2 separate regions of the Mus musculus genome follow, and region 1 is linked to region 2. The links are chromatin contacts, called in public HiChIP or PLAC-seq maps. All regions are on one chromosome and are shown on one strand. The core of a region is the stretch at or near the end of the contact, and the rest is flanking DNA. Distances in the headings are between cores, read along the strand shown. Region 1 overlaps Gm30712 (predicted gene, 30712). Region 2 overlaps Wwox (WW domain-containing oxidoreductase).

Region 1 (5,008 bases), core at 797-3,296, 540 kb before region 2:
AGGGGAGGAGAGAGTTTAATCTGGTTTACATTATAGTGAGGGAGAGGGAACACGCTTTGGTTCTCATAGGAGACTTCAGGGCTGGAGCAGGAATTCATCAATCCTCCTCCATGGATCTTGAGACAAAGAAGGTTCCCTAAGACCCAGAAACTATCCATAGTACATACCCCATATCCTCTGCAGGGTCTTGTTTCCCCAATCATTGACTTCATTCATTCATCCAATTACTCATTCATGGATTTATCCATCCATCCATCCACCCATTTATCTGTCTGTCCATCCATCCATATATACTCATTAACCCATTCATTCATTCATTCATTCATCATTCATCGTTCATCATTCATTCACTTAGTACACTCTTTGCTATTGTACCCTTATTGGAAAAAGGAGTTAAGACACCGCTCATGCCCTCGAAGAACTCATGGATCTACGGAGAGACAGATGATGGTTATTAATTAATTCTGTAAAGGAACAATGAGAATTGACAGGGAGCACGGATTAGGAAGAAAAGGCTGAAGGGATTTAAAGGAGACTGGTGAATTAGAATGTTCTCGGCTTTGAGTAAGAGACGGTCCGTGGAGCTTGCACAAGGAAGTTTTTTACCTTATTCAGTGGTCGGCTGTAGATAAAGGTGAAAGAGTGACTTCAGATTTGATGCCCTAATTAGGTTCTATCTTCAGTCACCAGTTGCTTCTATTACCGCCCCCCTTGTTTGTGTGTGTGTGTGTGTGTGTGTGTGTGTGTGTGTAGACAAAGTTTTGTATTTGGTTCAGTCCTTCCACCACATGGAGCCAGAAAACTGAAGTCAGGTTGTTTGGTTTGGCAAGGAGCACCTTTACCCACTGAACCATCTCACCAGCCCTGTCACTCTCTCCTTCCATCACCATTGACTTATCTTCCTTCTCTTGCTTTATAGTGAAAGGTTGCAAGGTAGCTGCATGACAGCAATGCATGAAGCAAACTGCACTTACCAGGCTGCAGGGCCTGGAACTGTACCTAAGACAGACACAGGAGGAGAGTTCAGGGAAGTACATGGCAGGAAAGGGAAGGACTTCCTTCATCTTCCAACATCATTAGGTCTGCACAAGCCCGATGCGATGGCACTCACCTTCAATACAGGCGTTGGGAGGCAGAAACAGGTTATCTCTGTGGCTTAGAGGCCAGCCTAATCTACGAGTGTTCCAGGGGGAGCCTACATAGTGAGACCCTGTCACAAAAACAACACAAAGTCCACAGAAGAACTGACCTGGAGTTAACCTGGTTTTTACAGTGTTGAGGTTAGGCCTCATATCCCACCATGCAAAAAAATTAAAAATAAAAAACTTTAAAAGTGGTTTTGGGCAGATCTGGGCTCCCAACCAGATATAGTCACTGGCCTTGGCTTCCCAGCAGGCACACCAGTGAGGAGGCAAGTTTTGTTTATGAAACCTGTACTACCGCCCTCACACAGCACAGTCATTTTGAATCCTCAGTGTGGGTGGATGCTCACCACAAGTTGGTGTGAGCCCCAGGTTTTTCACCCAGGTAGTACTCCCTTGCACACCCACCCCTTAGAGATCAGCATGTATACACCTTCCGCAGGATCTTTGTGTCCTCTACCTGAGGAAGTAGCTCATTATGGTTCTCAATCGTGGGGGTTTGTTTTTTGTTTGTTTGTTTGTTTGTTTTTTAGTGTGACTTTTGCCTTCCAGCTCAGGAAAATGTACAGTGAATGTCATCAGAGAAGAACTCAGAACTATGGTGACCTTCATCATCCCAGGTTGCCACCCAACTTCCTGGCTGCTGGCTAGAGATCGCAGAAGGAGCTGGCTGTCAAGACATCTCATGTGAAAACTGAACAAATTTAATACTGAGGTTACTGAGAGAAAGTAAAGTGTGACACCCTATAGAATCTGTGGTGTCGACTCACATCTTCACTGAGTAAGCTTTCCCTTTAAGCTTCAACTTCAACCCAATTAGGGCTCGGCTAATTAGTTTTGTGCACTGCACAACACTTGGGGGGAAAGGTCATTCTGGTATATAATTTTCTCTCCCTTTCAAAGCCACAAACCTGCCTCACAGGGACAAGGTTTTAACTTCCGCTTCTCAGCAGCAAAACAAGCTGAGTCACATGTTTCTATGAATTCCACCCCCCTAAAACTTCAGATTAATAATAACAGCAGTAGCGTGCATTTGTCCATGGAGCACAGGTGTTGGGGTCTGCACTGGATCTCACCTGTCATAGAACCTCCACAAGATATAAGCAGCCCATATCATACCAAAGCAAGCTATGTTTCACAGTGGCTAAGAATGGGCAGGGAGCATTCATATGATGGGAGAGAATACAGAGATAATAGAAGAAAGAATAAGAGGCCATGCAGGTGGTTGGGAGAGAATATAGACCCATCATTAGGAGACCTTGAACCTTGACTTTAACCATGCCTTGGACAACAATTTTTCCTTTCTAGAAGTTTCAAGGCATTTAGATGGGAGTCATGCTCTATAATAACAAACTACAGGTGACTATGTGACTGCACTTAAAAGGGCAGCTTCTACCATACACATGTTATTCCTGCAAGAATATTGGAGTTTCTCAAGATGGAAGTAGGGAGCGATTCAGCATTGCTTGTTTTGAAGGACACCCTATGCCAGAAATTATAGGAAGCATTGTCACGCTTTCTCATGAAAACAGTTTTTTTTTGGGGGGGGGAGGGGAAGTAAATGAACAGGCTGATGGTAGTCTTCTAGTTGACAATGTTTTGTGCCCATTCAAGAAAAAGTTGGCAATTGTATGATGAGTAGGAAAAGCCTAGAGAGCTGGAAGGGTTCTTTCTGAAAGTCCCTGGGTATCGATTTTGTTCTCTTTGGTTTGGGATGGTTTTCTTTGTTTGTTTGCTTTTTGATTTTGAGTCTCTGACTAACCTCAAAGTCGCTGTATAGCCAAAGTTATCCTTGAACCCATTCCCAATCCTCCTACCCTTGCCTTCCATGGGCTAGGATTATAGGCACGCATCATCATTCCTGGCTTGCCTGAGCACTGGATCCATCACATAGATTGGTGGATAAATCTACAATATTGAAAGATCAGTTAAATCAAGATAGAAACACTGCTTTTCCCAAGCTGTGTGGAGCCTGAGGGCTGAATGTGAACTGGGAACTATTTGACTCTATAATTTATGTAGGGATGCATGCCCTTAGCCAAGGCTTCCCATGGTTCATCTAGTAAATCATGAAACATGGTACAGCACACAGACTCAGCTGTGTCAGGGCCTCATGTACTCATCCCAGTGTCTCCACCTCCTCTCTCTGTCTCAACAAAGTATCAGTTGAGCACAGGGCTTATCCCTGGCTTCATTCTTGCCTGTCCCTACATCCTCCTTACTCTTTCTATAACATCCTGTCCTGTAACATAATAATTTTGTATTAAACCTCTACAGGCAAAAGTTCAGCTACAAAGACACTTGCAGTTAGAAGGGGTCATTGGAAGGGTTCAGGTGACTGGCAGTTGGGATTTCATCCTTAGTAGCTGCAGGAGACCAGAAAGGTGAAAGGATAGGGTCTTCATCAAAAACTCATCTGACAACTGTCTCAGGGAGCGCGCTGTGCACCTGGGCTGGGTTCAGAACACATCTTTATACCTTTATGAGATTGCTCGACTCCACTCAAATTGGCTGGTTCTTATGGAAAGGTAAGAAGCTCAAGGAGATGAGCCAGTGACCTGGACTTCAGTCACTGAGATGTGGGAATCACAGTCAAGCCTTAGAGATGCTCAGAGGGATTCCCAAGAGACTAGACTCTGTAGTCTTTCATAGGTGAGATGGGTCATGACAGTGCATTCAATATGTGGACAATCTGAGTACGCTCAGGGAAACGATGCATATATGTGCTCATATGTACACATACACAAATACACACACACACACACACACACACACACACACACATATATATATGTATATAAATTCTTTATATTCTTTATATAAATTATATATATGGAATATATATATGTGTGTACATGTGTGTATGTGTGTAAGTAAATGTGTGTACATATATAGAGATACATACATAACTACATATCCTATTATAGTTTTACTTTTGGAAAAAAAAAAACAACCAGAAATGTAAAGTGATTTGGGGCATGAAGAAACATATCTATAAGAACTTGACTTTCTGTTCAAAGTTTACAGGTAATATGTTATTTAACAAAGGAAAAAAAATAACACTACAGGAGATGTCACTAAGAAGCCACTCCACATATATTCTAAAGTGTTAGTTCTTATAATCCTAACAAGCTATAACAAGAGGTAACAAGCTGTGTCTGGACAGTATTTCAAAGATGTTCAAAGGCCACTCTCCTCCTAGGGTCATTTTCACCTTCCAGTGGAGTTATGTTGCTGCATTCTGCACATAGTAATGAGTGGCTAGGTGTATGGACAGATGGAAAGAAGAGGGGACAGAAAGACAAAGGACCTGAGAGATAGGTGGGTGAATGGGTGCATCAATAATAGAAATGTATAGAAATGAATAGAAAGATAGACAGAATACCAGGTGGATGGGTTGATGGATGGGTGGATGGATGGATGGATGGATGGATGGATGGATGGATATATGAGCAGATAAAATGGTATAGAGATGAAAGGCTTTTAGTCCTTTCTCCTTGAGACTCTCACAAGGCCTTACCTACAGCATGCTGCCAGTTAGTGAAGATGTGACCCGTGGTCTCAGCAATACACCCAGGTCACTCCTTTGCATGTCTTAGACTTGGAATGAACTCAACATCACCTACACACTTGACTATTGTCTGTTCTTCAAAGTGTTTGGTATCCTGGAGTCTCCCATGTGGTTTTGTGCACTGAGCAGGCACATGTAAGTGCATGTGAGGAGCATTGCCATTCGACACAGTCTCTGCAAAGTCTGTTATCAGTAGGTTGGTACCCAAGAGTCCGGCCTGGAAACTGGGCATGAGAACTTCTTTCCAGGTTCACTGTGAAATGGTCTGGAGAAGAGAAAACATGAGTCTTGCATT
Region 2 (5,286 bases), core at 2,313-4,812:
TTACCCCCAAGCAAAGCAATAACAAAATAATAAGTAATGATAATAGACAGAAACACAGGGGCATCAGCCTGCATGATAAAAGAGGTTCAGCTTGAGATGATGGTTCCACAAGCCAAGAGGTCCCCAGGACTTCCAGTCACCACCAGAACCTAGGGCGTGGCGAGGGAAAGGTACCCAAGTGTTCACAGGTTACGGCCATTCCACCATCTTGATTTTGGACTTCTAGTCTCCATGTCTGTGTGTGTGGGGGGGGGGACTTCCTGTTCATCTACCCTATGAAACTTTGACAAATCAGTCATTGGAAGCTATCTAAGACATTTAGATGCTCCGAGGGGACCTTGCACCTCATCTACCTCTTGATTTGACAGTTGCAGAAGCTGAGATGCACACAGAGGTTAGATGCTGTAGGGAGATAAGGTCAGAGGTGAGGGCCAAGCCACACCTCACATTCCCAGCTCTCCAACGGTGGACACCTTCAACAGCATCAAAGTCCCTTTTGCAGGGAACATTCACACTTGTGAGCTATGCCATCACCAAATATAAGAATGACAGGGGAGAAGCATGTCCTCTTTCTGGGACATCACATCTTTGTCTTGGGAACCAGTGGAGATGACATTACTTGACAGAGCCAGGTGGATACTGCAGCTCTGGTTAAGGGTCTTGAGAAAGGGGGAATGGGCTGGGTTATCTGAGTAGACTGAACACAGGGTCTTTATAAAGGGATGGAAGAGAGCTGGGAAGACACCTTATTGGGTAAAGTGCTTTGCTTTGCAAGCATGAGCACCTGAGTCCAATGCACAGAACAAAGGTCAAACAAAGCTGGGCACAGAGGAGTTTGCTTGAATGTCTGCTCTCGGAAGGCAGGTGTAGGGAGACTCCTGGGGTATGTGAGAGAGTTAGCCTAAACTATCCCATGAGTTCCAGGCTGGTAAAAGACCCTTACTCAAAAAAGAACCTACTTGGTAAATAGTGCTGGAGGAAAGATAGCCAAGATTGTTCTCTAACCTCTGCATGTATGTGCATGCATGTGCACATGTACACACACAGATACACACACACACACACACACACACTTACTCACGCACAAACACACAAATAGGACAGAAGGCAGGTCAAAGTTAGAGCTTGCATGATGACAGGCTAGAGAAGAGAAAGAGGAAGAGGACAAGGACGAGGATATATGAGCCCATGAAGAGGCTGGGATGATGTGTTTGGCTCCTACAAGAAGGGGTCACATACAAAGGAATGTCACAACCGTCTAGAATCTGTAAAAGGTAAGGAATGGACTTTGCTATAGATGTTAAGATTGGATGACACGTTGATTTTAGGACTTGTGTGCCAGGGTGATGAAATACATCTAGAATTTCGGAAGTGGAGGCAGGAAGATGGAAAGTTTGAAGCCAGCATAGGCTATGGGTGAGACCCTACCTCAGCAAAACAAGGTACCAAAACCCTCCTTCAAACAAAACAAAACCACAGGTAGAGATACACAACAAAACTGTATTCTTGACTGTAAAGACATACATTTGAATTATTAATTCATGCCACTAAATTTGTGGTGGCTTATTGCCACAGTGATGGAAAGTAGATGCAGATGATACCCCCAAGACAGAACCAAAGATAAGATGGAGAGGTGAGAATGGCCCAACACATTACTGAGTGCATTGAAAGGTAGGAGGCTGGTTGAAAAGAGAAGTCATTATATCTGGGTCACTGGAACATCTGAGGGACAGAGGCCACACAGGATGTGTGTCTATGATGGAGGAGCCAAGCCATATTTCAAGCTGCAAGCTGCACACCTGGCAATGAAGCTCTGGCCAGTTTCCCATTAGGCCAAACATCCAGTGAGTATCACTGAATCTCAGGCTTGCATTTCATTCTGCTCCCTCAGAAGTGAAGTCTGTGTGTTATCCAAGCGCTTAATCCCAGTGCGTGTTTCGGAAAGACGCGCTCTCCCTGGCTATTAAATTCAAAACGGAGAAGTCATCTTGTCAGAACCAGAAATGCTCTTTTCAAGGAGCTTTGCATCTTCCAGAGCTCATGGCAAAAATTTGAAAATCTCTCCACAAAGCAGTCACTAACGATGCAATGACTCACAACTGTTATCTGATCGGTCGTCTTACCAAAAACTCTAATACAACAGGGCATTTTAACACTTCAGAACATGGAGGCCTTAATGAGGGTCCGTCAATTGATCAGGCCTACCTAGGCTAGACAGAGGGTTCGGTGAGTAGAGTGTTTGAAGCACAAGGGAGAGAACCACCACTTCAGGTCCCCAGGTCCCAGGAGGCAGAGGCAGAGGATTGTCAGAGCAAGCAGAGTAGCCAGACTGGCAGGATTGCCAATCTCTGGATTTAATGATAGAAATTGCCTCAGCATGTAAGGTCTATGTCTTATGTCTATGAAGATATTTGATGGCAACCTCTGGCCACTCCACTCATGCACACACACACACAGAGATCCCACACGCGTTAGCCCATACACACATACACATGCTTACACATATAACACATACATAGACACGTGCAAAAGAGCAGTTACCAGAATTACAGTTATTAAGTGTCATTCCCAGTCTCCTGAACCCAAGCCCTTCAACAGAGCCCTGTTCTGCTCCCAACATCAGTCACCTTTGGGGTCCTCTGTCTACACAGTCACCCCCCTAGGCCTTTCCGTAAGTCTTCATCCTCTTTAAACACTAAAAGATGAGTCCAGGGCATGCCTAAACAGAGTGGACCTTTGCAGCTTCCATTCTTGGTACCCGGTCCCCTTCTTTTGTTTATAATATCCCAAAGCCCCTTGGGGGTCCCCCTCCCCAGCTGCCACCCGCTGTGACTTTCTCAAGGCATGGTTGTTTAGAAGCTAACGTTACTTCCTGGTGCTAGGAAGGGTCACAGGGCAGAGGCCTCCCTGATGAGAGTTTCGCAGCCTCTGGCTCATGATGTTGGTCCAGAGTGAAAAGCAGCCAGAGTGGCCTAAGAAGAAGCCATGGTGGTGGTCCTACCCTTTGGTAGTACTAGGAGGGGTGTTTGATGAAAACTGAGAAAGAGATAATTAAATCCTTTGGTACCATTTATGAACCTGGATCCCAACAGGCCTAAAGTCAGGCGCACTTGAATACTAGTAGGATCCTGATCCAAAGTGGTTTTTTGTTGTTGTTGTTTTTTGCTTTTTTTTGTGGTGTTTGTTTATTTGTTTATTAGGGGTGGTGGTGGTAGGGGCTTTCTTTAAATCCATTTAAATCTCATCTTTGGTTTGGATCTTGTGTCAGACTGTATTGCAAAAAAAAAAAAAAAAAGCCATCCTCTCTAGAAGAAATCTTTATATACACCGAACACCTGTAAAAATGTCCGATTCCTGGCACGGTGCCATTATTTCTATTTATCTCATAGTTTTCATCTGTGAAGTTCCTTGTGAGGTTTCCTGACACCCTCACAGGAAACAGGTTACACGCAGAGTATTGTTTTCATTTTCTTCTAAACTGACGCTGCCACTCAAAGCTACACCTCTCTCATATCCAGACACCAGCCGTTGCAGTCAGAGCCTCCCACCTGCCCACGTGTCCAGGAAGCCTGTGCCACAGAGGAAATGGCCCCGGCCAAGGTACGATGGGAACTCATCGTGACTATAGAACCTGTCCCGTGATGTCACTGAGTAGGAAGCTTCAGGGAGAGAAACTGTTGTCAGACAGTCAGACAGACAGACAGACAAGAAAGGAGGGGTTCTGTGGGAGTTCTCTCAAAGGAGAATTTTGATGCATCATTATTCAAAAATCTAATGACACGGGAATAGAACCATTAAAATACGTTATTTATTTTTAGTTATACTTCTACTTTTTCCTTTTTCTATTTTGTTTTTCTTCTTCTTTTTGGTAACTCTTGTGGTTCCATTGTATGTTAGGTAAAAGTTCCTTTGAGAAATTCAGATTAAGAAGAAAAAGGTGTATGGGTGTGACCCTTCCTACTCTGAAATGGCTCTTGCAAACCCTTCTGCCCGGTGGAACGGTGTGCATACGATTAGCTGCACACAGGGGGCCCACGGCTTGCATGAGCAGTTAATTTGCTCCACATTTCCAGGCTGCATTATAACCCTAATGATCACTAATAATAGACAGACCCACATTTTATTGAGTAAGTAATTTGAGACATTATGATTTTTATCATGCGAATAGGATTGACCAATTTACATTGGGCCCAGGGAGATAAATAACTGGGATCAATCTCTGCAGTGGCGGGCTCTGTCTCTTGGCAAACTGATAAGCATTGATCAGGAAGGTGGACGTCGTGAGGCAGTAAAGCCAACGAGCTGCTGCTGCGCTCCAGCCAGAAGGTCGGCCAGAGAGCCTGTGTCCACCTGTGACATGATGCCAAAGGCAATGGGGGGGACCTCATTTTGGGAGAGAAGGTGGGCTTTGTGCTCATGGGGCACAGACTCTCAAGCCAGTCCTGTCTCTCCTCTTCTACCTGCATATGACCTTTCATCCAGGAACACACCAGGAGGCAGGCAAGGGGCTGGCAAGATGGTTCAGGGGTTTAAAGGCGCTTGTCGAACATGCCTGGTGACCTGAGTTTTATCCCCAGAGCTCACAGAAAGGAGGAAGGAAAGAATTGATTCCAGAAAGCTGTTCTTTGGACTCCGTACATGCAGTATGTTACATGCATGTCCCGACATAATTCACACACGTGTTGGGCTTTTTTTTTAAGTGCTTTTTTAAAAGGAGAGTTAGGTAGAAAAAGTCTGGGTGTGGTTTATTCAAGAGGATGGAGAATAGGTTCCTCCCCCAAAGTCTGTAAACATAAAAGCAGGGATGGAAGGGCTTCATGAGATGCATCTACTCTGCAGAAAGAACCGAGCAGAAAGGGGATTCCCTTTATTGCCATAGAGGAAGCCACTGAGATCCTTGTGGCTGGGGTGACAATGATGGGGCCTCCAGGTTCTCTGAACTCACACACCAGAGAGTGGAGGAGAGGCGGAGCTCGGGAGCACTTTGCTGAACACTTCTAGAAAGATCTGCCTCAGTTGCACCTAGACACCAGAGCAAGAATGTTTTCAAAGCTCAAGCGCTTTGAAGGTGGAAATAGGAGAATCAGGAACTCAAGGAGGGGCTTGGAGAGATGGGTCATGGGGGAGAGCACACGCTGCTCTCTTGTAGGAACTGCCTTCCATTCCCAACACTGTGTCAGGTGACTCAGGACTGCCTGTGGGCTACAGCTCTGGAGGACTGATGCTCTTCTGGCCTGTGCAGGGGCCTCATGTAGCAAACGCTCACACAGACACATACATGCACGT

Evidence for each region. HiChIP or PLAC-seq counts read pairs in DNA pulled down with a chosen protein or histone mark.
Region 1: a BATF HiChIP or PLAC-seq map of CD8 T cells shows a contact between it and region 2, with 14 read pairs. The contact joins two enhancer-like sites. A contact is called at or near these places in 6 of 484 Hi-C or Micro-C datasets (bone marrow-derived macrophages, embryonic stem cells, group 2 innate lymphoid cells and 1 more), 4 of 115 datasets of contacts at active chromatin or transcription factors (CD8 T cells, effector CD8 T cells, microglia and 1 more) and 1 of 9 other capture datasets (embryonic stem cells).

What each region holds. Positions count from the first base shown.
Region 1 is chr8:115,723,484-115,728,491 of GRCm38.p6, reverse strand. Gm30712 (predicted gene, 30712) reads right to left here. Exons shown (of 5, transcript NR_168617.1): 3 at 4,663-5,008. Among named protein-coding and RNA genes, the nearest start is that of Gm51552, 6.5 kb to the right of the region's middle. Within about 2 kb of position 2,046, at least 11 of the 459 cell types and tissues checked have an H3K27ac peak or open chromatin away from gene starts, as enhancers often do. A contact at or near this core is called in CD8 T cells, effector CD8 T cells, group 2 innate lymphoid cells and 1 more, where this site is marked.
Region 2 is chr8:115,188,242-115,193,527 of GRCm38.p6, reverse strand. All of the region lies in intron 8 of Wwox (WW domain-containing oxidoreductase), which reads right to left. Among named protein-coding and RNA genes, the nearest start is that of Gm39257, 230 kb to the right of the region's middle. Within about 2 kb of position 3,562, at least 57 of the 459 cell types and tissues checked have an H3K27ac peak or open chromatin away from gene starts, as enhancers often do. A contact at or near this core is called in CD8 T cells, effector CD8 T cells, group 2 innate lymphoid cells and 1 more, where this site is marked.